Linked DNA regions of Mus musculus: region 1 is linked to region 2. The links are chromatin contacts, called in public ChIA-PET maps. All regions are on one chromosome and are shown on one strand. The core of a region is the stretch at or near the end of the contact, and the rest is flanking DNA. Distances in the headings are between cores, read along the strand shown.

Region 1 (4,762 bases), core at 1,063-3,562, 210 kb after region 2:
ATTGCTGTCAGTGTGTTGTTCTAGAGTCAAACACAGACCAAAATGGGCTTCCAAATGCTGTATTTGCATTTTCTCAAGCTTTTCTCAGTAGGAAACTTCTCACTATCGGTCCAAGTATTTGTAGTAGTTTTCTCAGACTTCCTGGTGGGTGAAATTCAAGCCTGACTCTGCACTGATTTAAGGTTGACAAACTGCAAGTTGCTTCAGGATAAATCCCTCTTCGTCTACTCTGGGTACTCCATGCATGCAGGCCTCTAGAGGTGCTTCCCTCAAGAGACATGACATTATACTTCTACTTAACACCATCGTTGAGGCAAAGCTAAGCTGTCTGTTTTTGTACCATACAGATTTTTCTGTTGCAGGGTCATAAGCAGTCACGTGAAACTAACAGGAGGATGTAGAGAACATTCTAGAAAGATTGACCTATCTGTAGCGTCTCAGTCATCCTACCACTTAGGAGGAAGAGGCAGGAGGCTTGCTACAAGTGTGAAGTCAGCCGAGCTTTAAAAGTTCTAGATCACTTAGGGCTTCAATCAGACCTTGACTCCAACCATCAAGCAAAGCAACAGGAACACACCTGCTGGCTTGCTCAGCTGGTAGTGTCTGCTTCCCATGGTCTCTTCCCCAACACTACAGTGACTAGGCATTGTGGTATGGATCTTGGAGGTGAACACAGGAAAACTGGAAGTTCACGGTCACTTTTAGCTTCACGACAAATTTGAAGCCAGTCTATACTACATGCCAATCTCAAAACAAAACACTCACCAACTCGTGGAGAATATTGGGAGTTGATAAGATTGGGTGTACATCACTTGCACACTTGCTCCCTAACCATTCGCCTCCAGAAAGATCCAGAGGCACCCCTTTCAGTGGCTAACACTTCAGCTAGATGTTCCAAGACCCCGAAGAAATTATGGTGATCATGGGTCTTTGGAAATGCCAAGAGTAAACCACCTAGAATGGAATAGGTAGAGTGAGCAGAATGGCATCCATTGTGAATGTTCAGTAGAGAAATGTCTGCAGAGATCTCGCTGTCAGCTTCTCCCTAGGTAGTCGGGTGTTCATTTAAGGTGCTATAGTAGGGAGCGGGAGTTTATCGAGGCTGATCTGGTCACGGGCTTTTCACATTAGAGACCTCAAATTACACCCAGGATCCACGCTACAAGAAAAGTTAGGCTGTTGTTCTCCTACCTTACAGGAAAGGAAGAAGAAAGGAGTGGGCACAGCAATGTTGACTGTGAAATTGGGGGCTCTGTCTTGGGACTTTTCCATCTCTCACCAGTTGCCATGTTGGGAGTACAATTTCCCGGTTCTAATTCTAGCTCCTGAGTTCTCCTCATAGGGATGGTGCTCAGCTCAGAGTGCAGGCATGAAGATGTGTCACTGGGCAGTGTGCCACAAGCTAAACCCTCAAGTCCTGGGCCAGCAAGTTCCATTATGGGAGTGTGTTACAGTCTTACAGGAAGGTAGGATTGCTTTTCTTTTCTTTTTTTTTTTTTAATTTTGTTTTAACCCGTATACGAGTTCACTATAGCTGTCTTCAGACACACCAGAAGAGGGCATCGGATCCCATTACAGATGGTTGTGAGCCACCATGTGGTTGCTGGGAATTGAACTCAGGACCTCTGGAAGAGCAGTCAGTGCTTTTACCTGCTGAGCCATCTCTCCAGCTCAGGCAAGGTTCCTTATTAAGCAGGGACTGCTGGTGTTGGCCTTGTGATAAAACATTCCTTGTGGCCTTTCTGGGAGCAGGTGGATCTTAACAGGGGCCTGGCCTGGTGAGTGATATGCAACAAGGGGCTAGCAGGTAACTGCTGAGGGCTGGACAAATAGATTTAAGAGAGAATTCTTCAACCCTCTGGCCAATGTTGTCAAGATGGCTATGTCCTCCTTGGCATGGCAGTGTGAAAGGGGAAGGAGACTAACGTTTACAAACCTGGACTTCAATTGTCACAGACATAGCTTGGCTGGACCCTCTGAGAGGCGAGTTACTCAGTATCTCCCACTGCACATCGGAATTCGGTAGCATCCATGTGCCCAGTTGCTTCCTCAAAGTTTGTTTTGAAAAGTAGATTGTGATCATTGATCCAGGAGCAGGAGGCTTGGGTTTCTCCTTCTTCTTCCTGCAGAGCTTTCCCAGAATGGAAGCCAGGAAGTGTCCGAAACCTGGAGAAGCTGGCAGTTACTGCAGTTGCACAGGAGAGGGGAGGCGGGCCCGGACCTTGGCTCCCGCGCTGGGGTACAGAGGCGACACGCCTACCTGACTTCTCGCGGGTGCGAGCCGGTGCGGGAGGGGCCCAGAGCAGTGTGGGAAGGCGGAGTCCGCCGGGAAAACGAAACAGAAGAGAACCGGCCAGGCCCGGACTTCCATGGGCAGCAGCAGCGGCAGGGAACGGAGGGCGAATAGATTTCAGAGCCTGCACCTGAAGTACAATTCGAATCCTGCTCCAGGGAGCGAGCCACTGTCCGGATCCAGAAACTTTGGTAAGACCTGAGGGCTATTTTCCCACTCCTGGATAGCGGTTGCAGGAAAAGGGACCCAGAAGGAAAATGACAAGCCCAATGACTTAAAACTCTGGAGGGAACTCTAGAAGCCTGAATGACCCAGAGACTGAATTCTGCGCCAAGACTTTGTGCTGCACAGTCATGGCATTCCAATTAGCTGTCCTTTGTGACAAGCGGGTCCTGCTCCATCCTCCACCAGCCGCTATGGTCAGGCAACCCCCCCCCCCGCGCCTCCCCCTCCCCTTCCCCCTTCTTCTCCCAACTCCCCCGCCCAGTGCCCACCACTTTCAGACTTACTTGGTGGTTCTGGGCCACAGCCAAATACCCTCCAACTCCTGCCTTCATGCTGCCTGTTTCTACTTCCTGGAAAGCCCTTTCCACCTCACCCCACCCCCAAGTGACTTCCTGGGCAGATCTGTCTATCCAGTCCTTTTCACAGAGCCAATGATATGAATTACCTTCCCTAAGCTAGAAACTCCACTCTGCCCTCATAGCCAGCGCCCCCCGTCCCCTGCCCCATATTTTTCTCAATCTTCCAACTAGTACTTAGTACTAGAATTAGTCTTTTTCCTTCTACCAGTAAGATCCCAAGAGCAGTTTTCATTGGCTTGTATAAGCCTAGCACCTGATCCCTGACAGGTGCTCGTTCCATGTATGTTAAGTGGATGGTAATTCATAAATAACCTTGAATTCTAGAGAAACGGGATTCCCTGTTGCACCTTTAGTACTAACCGTGCCTTGCCCCCTGGAGTTAAAGACACTCTCAGGGCAGAGTGTGTGCTTGTTTTTCAGCTTGCCCTGCGGCCCTGGAGGGACCCAAACACTGTGTGCAGCTTGCTCCTTTATATATCATATACTAGCTGAATGCATGTTGTATGGGAAGCAGCGACTGGAGGGGCTCAGCCTTCTGGGGTCCTACAGTCTTCAGGAAGGAGAAAGATCAGGGTCTTCAGGATATAGGTGAGACAAGCAGGTGGCATTTGTTGGTGCATGTGATGGGCTGCTCTTTGGGTGAGCGACTGAGAGCTGAGAGCAGCTTCCTGGTAAGCATCCTGATTCCTTTATAGGAATCCCACCTGTCAATACAGTGGTGAGGTGGAGTGATTCTAGTTGCCCCTGCAGCATCACAGAAGGCCAGCCCATCCTGAGAGGTGAATAAAATTGCTCCCTAGACAAAGGGTTCCAACTCCTGGGAGCATGGATTGGACCGTACCTAGCCATTCATTCCCCAGTGGACTTATTCATTCATTTGTACCAAGCCCTTATTATAGTTCTGGTACCTTCATTCCTTTTTCAGTTACAACTGTTATATTGATTTTTAAAAAGAATTTATTGGGGGCTGAAGAGATGGCTCAGCGGTTAAGAGCGCTGACCACTCTTCCAGAAGATCTGAGTCCAGTTCCCAGCAACCACATGGTGGGTCCCAACCATCTGTAATGGGACGGATGCCCTCTTGTGGTGTGTCTGAAGAGAGTAACAGACACTGTACTCACATTCATAAAAAGTAAATAAATCTTTCTAAAAAATAATTTATTTACTTTTTATTTTTAATTATGTATCTGTGTATGAGTGTGTGCATAGGAATGCAATTCCCTTGGAGGCCAGGGAAGGTGCCGGATCCCCAGAAGCTAGAATTACAAAGAGGTTTGAGCTGCCTGCCATGCTGAGAACCACACTTGGATTCTCTGGAAGCGCAGCGGTGCCGTTAACTGCTGGGTCATCTTTCCAGCTGTACATTTACTTATTTAGTTTTATGTTTTTCTATTATTTGTATGTGAGCGTGTGTGTATGTATGTGTGTTCACATGTGCTTCAGGGAGCCCGTCTAGGTCACAGGACAACTACGTAGGTCCCAGGGATTGAACTCAGATGGTCAGTCTTTGCAGCAGGCTGCTTCACCTGCTGATCCATCTTGCCAACCCTGGTGAAAACCATCACTCTGTAGGTAGAATGTAAGGTCACAGCCTGGAGGTGATCATCAGGAGAGACGCTAAGTACAGAGCAGGAAGAGACTTGAGGACTGGGTCTCTGGATGAAAAGAAGATGAGGAGGAGCCAGGGAAGGAGGCAGAGAAGGCCCAGCTTGTGAGAACAGAGGAGACCCACAGAAACCTAAGCTAATGGGGGTGGGGAGTTGAGGCGGGAACAAGTGACCGAAATTGGACTATTGGATTTGACAATGAATGAGCCCCTGGGACTCTCGCAACAGCAGTCTTGGTGACTTGTAGAGGCTCCAGATGCTTTTAAAGCAGTGGTCCT
Region 2 (4,576 bases), core at 80-2,579:
GAGAGAGAGAAAGAGAGAGAGAGGGAGAGAGAGAGAGAGAGAGAGAGAGAGAGAGAGAGAGAGAGAGATTCCCTACCCAAGTGCTTCTTTCTCAAGATGAAAACACTCTGGAAGCTTTTTCTGATGCTTTTATAACCAACCTAAAAGTAGCTCTGTCATATATCGATAAATTCAAGTCCTTAAAATTCAATCATAGCATTGACAGAGAATGCTCTAATTTCTATGTATTTAGAAAAGGAGAATAATAACAACAACATCATAAGTAAGCCTATCAAAAAGGATGACAACAAGTTGCTTTCATTAGCATCCTTAAAAGAGTTCGTTAGATGCTTAACTACCTTTGTTTTATATAATTAGTCTCACTAAAAAGAAATAAAACTGAGATTCTTCTCGGTGAGTTTAATACCATTAGTCCTTCTATCAGTAGAAGATGAAGATGAGTTACATACCTAATGCATGCATCTATCATTGTTCTACACTTCTTGTCTCTAGCAAGATCATCTAGTTTGGGAGATAGATGTGAGATAGATTTTTAACAAGGAAAGGAGCCCAAATGCTCCTGCAGGCATCATAGGAACAGCAGTAAAATCGATGGCTGGGAGTCAGCTCCCTCAGTCGCCATCTCTACATCGATTGGTCCAGTAACATAAATCACAACATGTCAGTCTTGCTTAGCCAAACCCACAACTATTAAATCCATGCGTGCCAAGGACCTTTTGTGCCAGCAGTGTTAAGTGGGTGAGAGGCAGAAGCATTTCCTGGGTTACTTATAAGTGATGTTGTTCATATTTTATCAGTTTTAAATTTTACTTTTGCTACTTGCATAGTGTTTGTAACGTTGAGGTTTTTTTGGGGGGGGAAGGGGCTAGGTTTTGCTTTAAGCTACTTTGCTTTCTCTTCTTGGCAAGTATGTGATCTTAATATTGATTCTCAAATAGTCTAAACTCTCCACTGGCAAATTTGTATATATCAGGAAGTTGGGCCATGTTCCATGTGTTGCCTTTGAAATATGAGCACAATCCAGTGACTTCACATTGCGTGAGCATGCCAACCAAATTGAGGCTGAGGGATTCAGCCACGACAGGCAGTCCTTTCATCCAGCCTGTTTCAAAACTGTCACAAATTATTGCTGTTAGATGTATTGCCAGAATTCTAGAGCAAGTTTTCATGGGTAAGAGGATTTGAGGAGTATCTGCTACCACCCTTCTACACAATTAGCTAACCAACATCTCTCCTCCCTGTGACAGTGACTTTATACCATGGCTTCTGCTTCATGCAGCAGAACAATCATTTTACTTTCTGAAGGCTGAAAGATAAACCGTGGGTGTCAGAGCAGTAAAGCTTAAGACGGAAATAAGTTAAACCACTTCAAAACTACTCTTAGAGTTTCAGGCTATATAGACAGTAACCCCGAAACTGAGAGAAACCTCAATTTTCTTACCTTCATCTTTGAAACCTCACATAGACAGGCAGCCTGAGTGTGAAGAATACCCATGCCTTTGTGGATAGAAAATGCATGTAACAGCCCACATCACCTTGGCTTTAAGTTACTGAATGGTTTCCCTCATTTTCCCTTGATTCCCGTGATCTCTGTACCTTCATTCCCCAGGTTTAGATCGTCCAAAGGGACTCAGATGTTCTCTTCATCAGAGCAGAATATAACCAATTCTCATATTAAAGGATGAAAGAATCAAGAACCCTGTCCATAGCCCCTTTAAGTAAATGAATTTCCAGTTGGTTTGGTGGGGCAAATGATCAGCTTTTCACATGATTTCTGCTGGAGCACCGTGATCAATGCGTTTCTTTGATGCCTGAAAGAAGCTTCACAAAATACACTGTTTAAGGAGCTGGAGCCCAGGCTGCAAACATGGTCTGCTTTGTTCTTCTGGCAACTGGTTTCTGTCTAAAACATTTCTCCACTGTAAGGATCTGTCTTTTCTCCACCAGCAACAGCCCTCAAGCTACAATAACAGGCTCGTGGTTTTTTTTTTTTTAGATACCAAAGTTATGAATACACTTTTATGGATATTTTCCTTTGAACTCACTTCTCTTGAAGCAGAAAAATAGCCATATATATAACACTCGTAGGCAAAACATACAAATTGTTCCGCTAAGGGTTGTAAAATGTTCCGAAATGCACATTTTAAAATTCCAAACCCAGGATAGTGTGTATGTAGCACTTCCGTGACAGCTGTGTTTCTCAAAAAGTAACGTTTCTGACTGGCATGGATGACACAAAACATATCCCTGCCCCAAGTGTCTCTCTTTATGACCTCATGATTGCTCCTCTTAGATTCACATAGACTCTTGGTGAAGTAAAACAGTTCAAAGCAAGGAAGCAAGCCTTCGCTGCGTTAAGCTGCTTAAGTGTTTGCTCTCCCGTATCCCATTTCAACATATCCTCCAACCCCCTCTAAAATAATTCCATGAATGCCAACTCAACAGATTATAGTAGATCTCCTATTAATTTCACTCTGCCTTAAAAGGAGCTTAATCACTTCAGTTTATAATTCTGCACACAGCAATGCCAGCTATCATTCAGATTCCTGGTGAGACTTATTTTCCTGCTGCCTGTTATTGCTTAAACCACGAACCATCAACGCAACGATTTATTTTCTGATGTTAAAAAAAAATGTTATCTTCCACAAACTCCTTTTAACTATTTTTCTGTCATATTTCTTTTTTAAAAAATTAATCTGGAAAACTCTGCTTCCTTTAATCCTGCTTTGTGGCTTAGATTTCCCAGTCCTGGAGCCACTAGAGTTGATATCAGTTTGTGCTCAGGCTGATGCAAAAATAGCCTTAGGTGTGGCAGGGAAATAAATCTGCAGAGATGACATGCCTTTGATGGCTAACACTGTGAAGTGAGTCTTAGCCACAAAGGGTTTGGGAAATGTGACCCAGGCTGAGAGAATGCCCTGTGAAATGTTCAACATGCAGCTGTCACTTTATCTAACATGAACAATATTGTGGAAAGTTCTAGACCACAGAATGTGTGTGAGCTTTAAGGTCAGATTCTAAACGTCTGGGTTCATATTCCACTGTGGCCATATACTGGTTCCATGATTTTGAAGAATATACTTAACTATTCTATGCACCATAAAATAACGGTAATGATACCACCTATCTCTTGAGGTGACATGAGGATTGCGTTGGTGAACACATGTGAAGTACATCTAGCATTTTCTGTCGCACAGAATCATCACTCAGTAAATATTTGTTCCCGATAGGGAGGTAGCTCAGCTGACAGAGTACTTGCCTAACGTACCAGAAGCCTTGATGTTCCATCCCCAGCGCCTTAGTAATTACCTGCAAGGGAGTGTGTCTATAACCTCCGCCTGTAATATCAGGTGGAAATAGGATAGCCAAAAGTCCAAGGTCTCACCTACACAGTGAGTTCAAGGCCAAATGAAACTATGTCTCAACAACAACAACAAGAAGGTTAAGTGGGGCTGGATTGCCCAGTGGTTAAGAATACTTGTTCTGGCCAAGGATCCAGGTTTGGTTCCCAGCACCAGCATGGTAGCTCACCAACATCTGTAACAGTTCCAGAGAATAGGATGCCTTCTTCTGACCTCCCAGAGCACCAGGCACAGACATGGTGCACACGTACATGTGGCAGGCAAACAGTTGTACAGATCAAATAAAATACGTAAAGTAAAAAAATAATAAACAAATTTAAAGTTATGTTACAGAGGCACAACACAACATCACTTATAACCTTTGAAACAGCATTGTAAAAGGAATTCTAGAAAAGTTTGATGGTGTGAAATATGAAATTAGAATGTTTTATATATTATAGTGATTATATCATTGTGCATCATTATGTAATCATGTAACTAAAATTATATACTTCCTCTTCCTACCTAGAACTTATATTTTAGCAAGTAAAGTACTTTCCATTACTTCCACTGTTATTAAACTTAAAACCAAAATATTTCCGAACTTAGTTCATGTCACTCTCTACCTACCCTTAGAAGAATAACTATTCACTCCATTTCTGCCCTGAACATAGGGAACAGTGGCCCCCAACTAACTTCATTTATATGAAATGATTTATTTCCCTAAGTGTCCATTTGATTGAGATTGTTATTTATAGAAAATTGTTTTCTACCTTTGAAGATAATCCAGGATGCCTATGTATCTCAAAAAAAAATTGCTATTATCTCCCAAATCCAAACACCAGAAAAACTACTTGCAAAAAAAGTGTCACAGTTTAAGTGCTACTGTTATGATTCCTTACTGTTAACTCTTGAGGCTATACTCCGTGCTCTTTTTCTCTTTTTATCTCAACCCAAGATGCAAACAGCAGATACACATCTTATAATTAGATTAGAAAGGGAACCCCCAATTAGAGATATAGTTTGATTCTCCCTATATAAGAAATAAGTGAAATATTGGGAGAGACTAAACAAAGAGGCAATAGTTATTCTGTTAATGCAATGGGATTATATTTTGTATCCTTTTCTGAAGGTTTTGTCACCAACTCTATCATCTTTACAAAAAAAAATTATAGGTATAAAAATCTAGAAAACTGGACCATGCATTAAAACAGACACTTTCTCATTTATGGACA

Evidence for each region. ChIA-PET counts read pairs in DNA pulled down with a chosen protein or histone mark.
Region 1: an RNA polymerase II ChIA-PET map of effector CD8 T cells shows a contact between it and region 2, with 8 read pairs. The contact joins the promoter of Eif2ak2 here to the enhancer-like site in region 2. A contact is called at or near these places in 3 of 39 promoter capture datasets (the 3T3-L1 cell line, pre-B cells and stem cell-derived epiblast-like cells), 5 of 484 Hi-C or Micro-C datasets (the Ba/F3 cell line, the HL-1 cell line, granulocyte-monocyte progenitors and 2 more) and 2 of 115 datasets of contacts at active chromatin or transcription factors (effector CD8 T cells and memory CD8 T cells).

Annotation. Positions count from the first base shown.
Region 1 is chr17:78,880,122-78,884,883 of GRCm38.p6, reverse strand. It overlaps Eif2ak2 (eukaryotic translation initiation factor 2-alpha kinase 2), which reads left to right and starts at 2,312. Exons shown (of 16, transcript NM_011163.4): 1 at 2,312-2,484. It overlaps Gm26637, which reads right to left and starts at 3,000. Exons shown (of 2, transcript XR_876974.2): 1 at 2,803-3,000.
Region 2 is chr17:79,090,239-79,094,814 of GRCm38.p6, reverse strand. It overlaps Qpct (glutaminyl-peptide cyclotransferase (glutaminyl cyclase)), which reads right to left. Exons shown (of 7, transcript NM_027455.3): 7 at 4,437-4,576. Among named protein-coding and RNA genes, the nearest start is that of Qpct, 41 kb to the right of the region's middle. Within about 2 kb of position 1,329, at least 29 of the 459 cell types and tissues checked have an H3K27ac peak or open chromatin away from gene starts, as enhancers often do. A contact at or near this core is called in effector CD8 T cells, memory CD8 T cells, myocytes and 1 more, where this site is marked.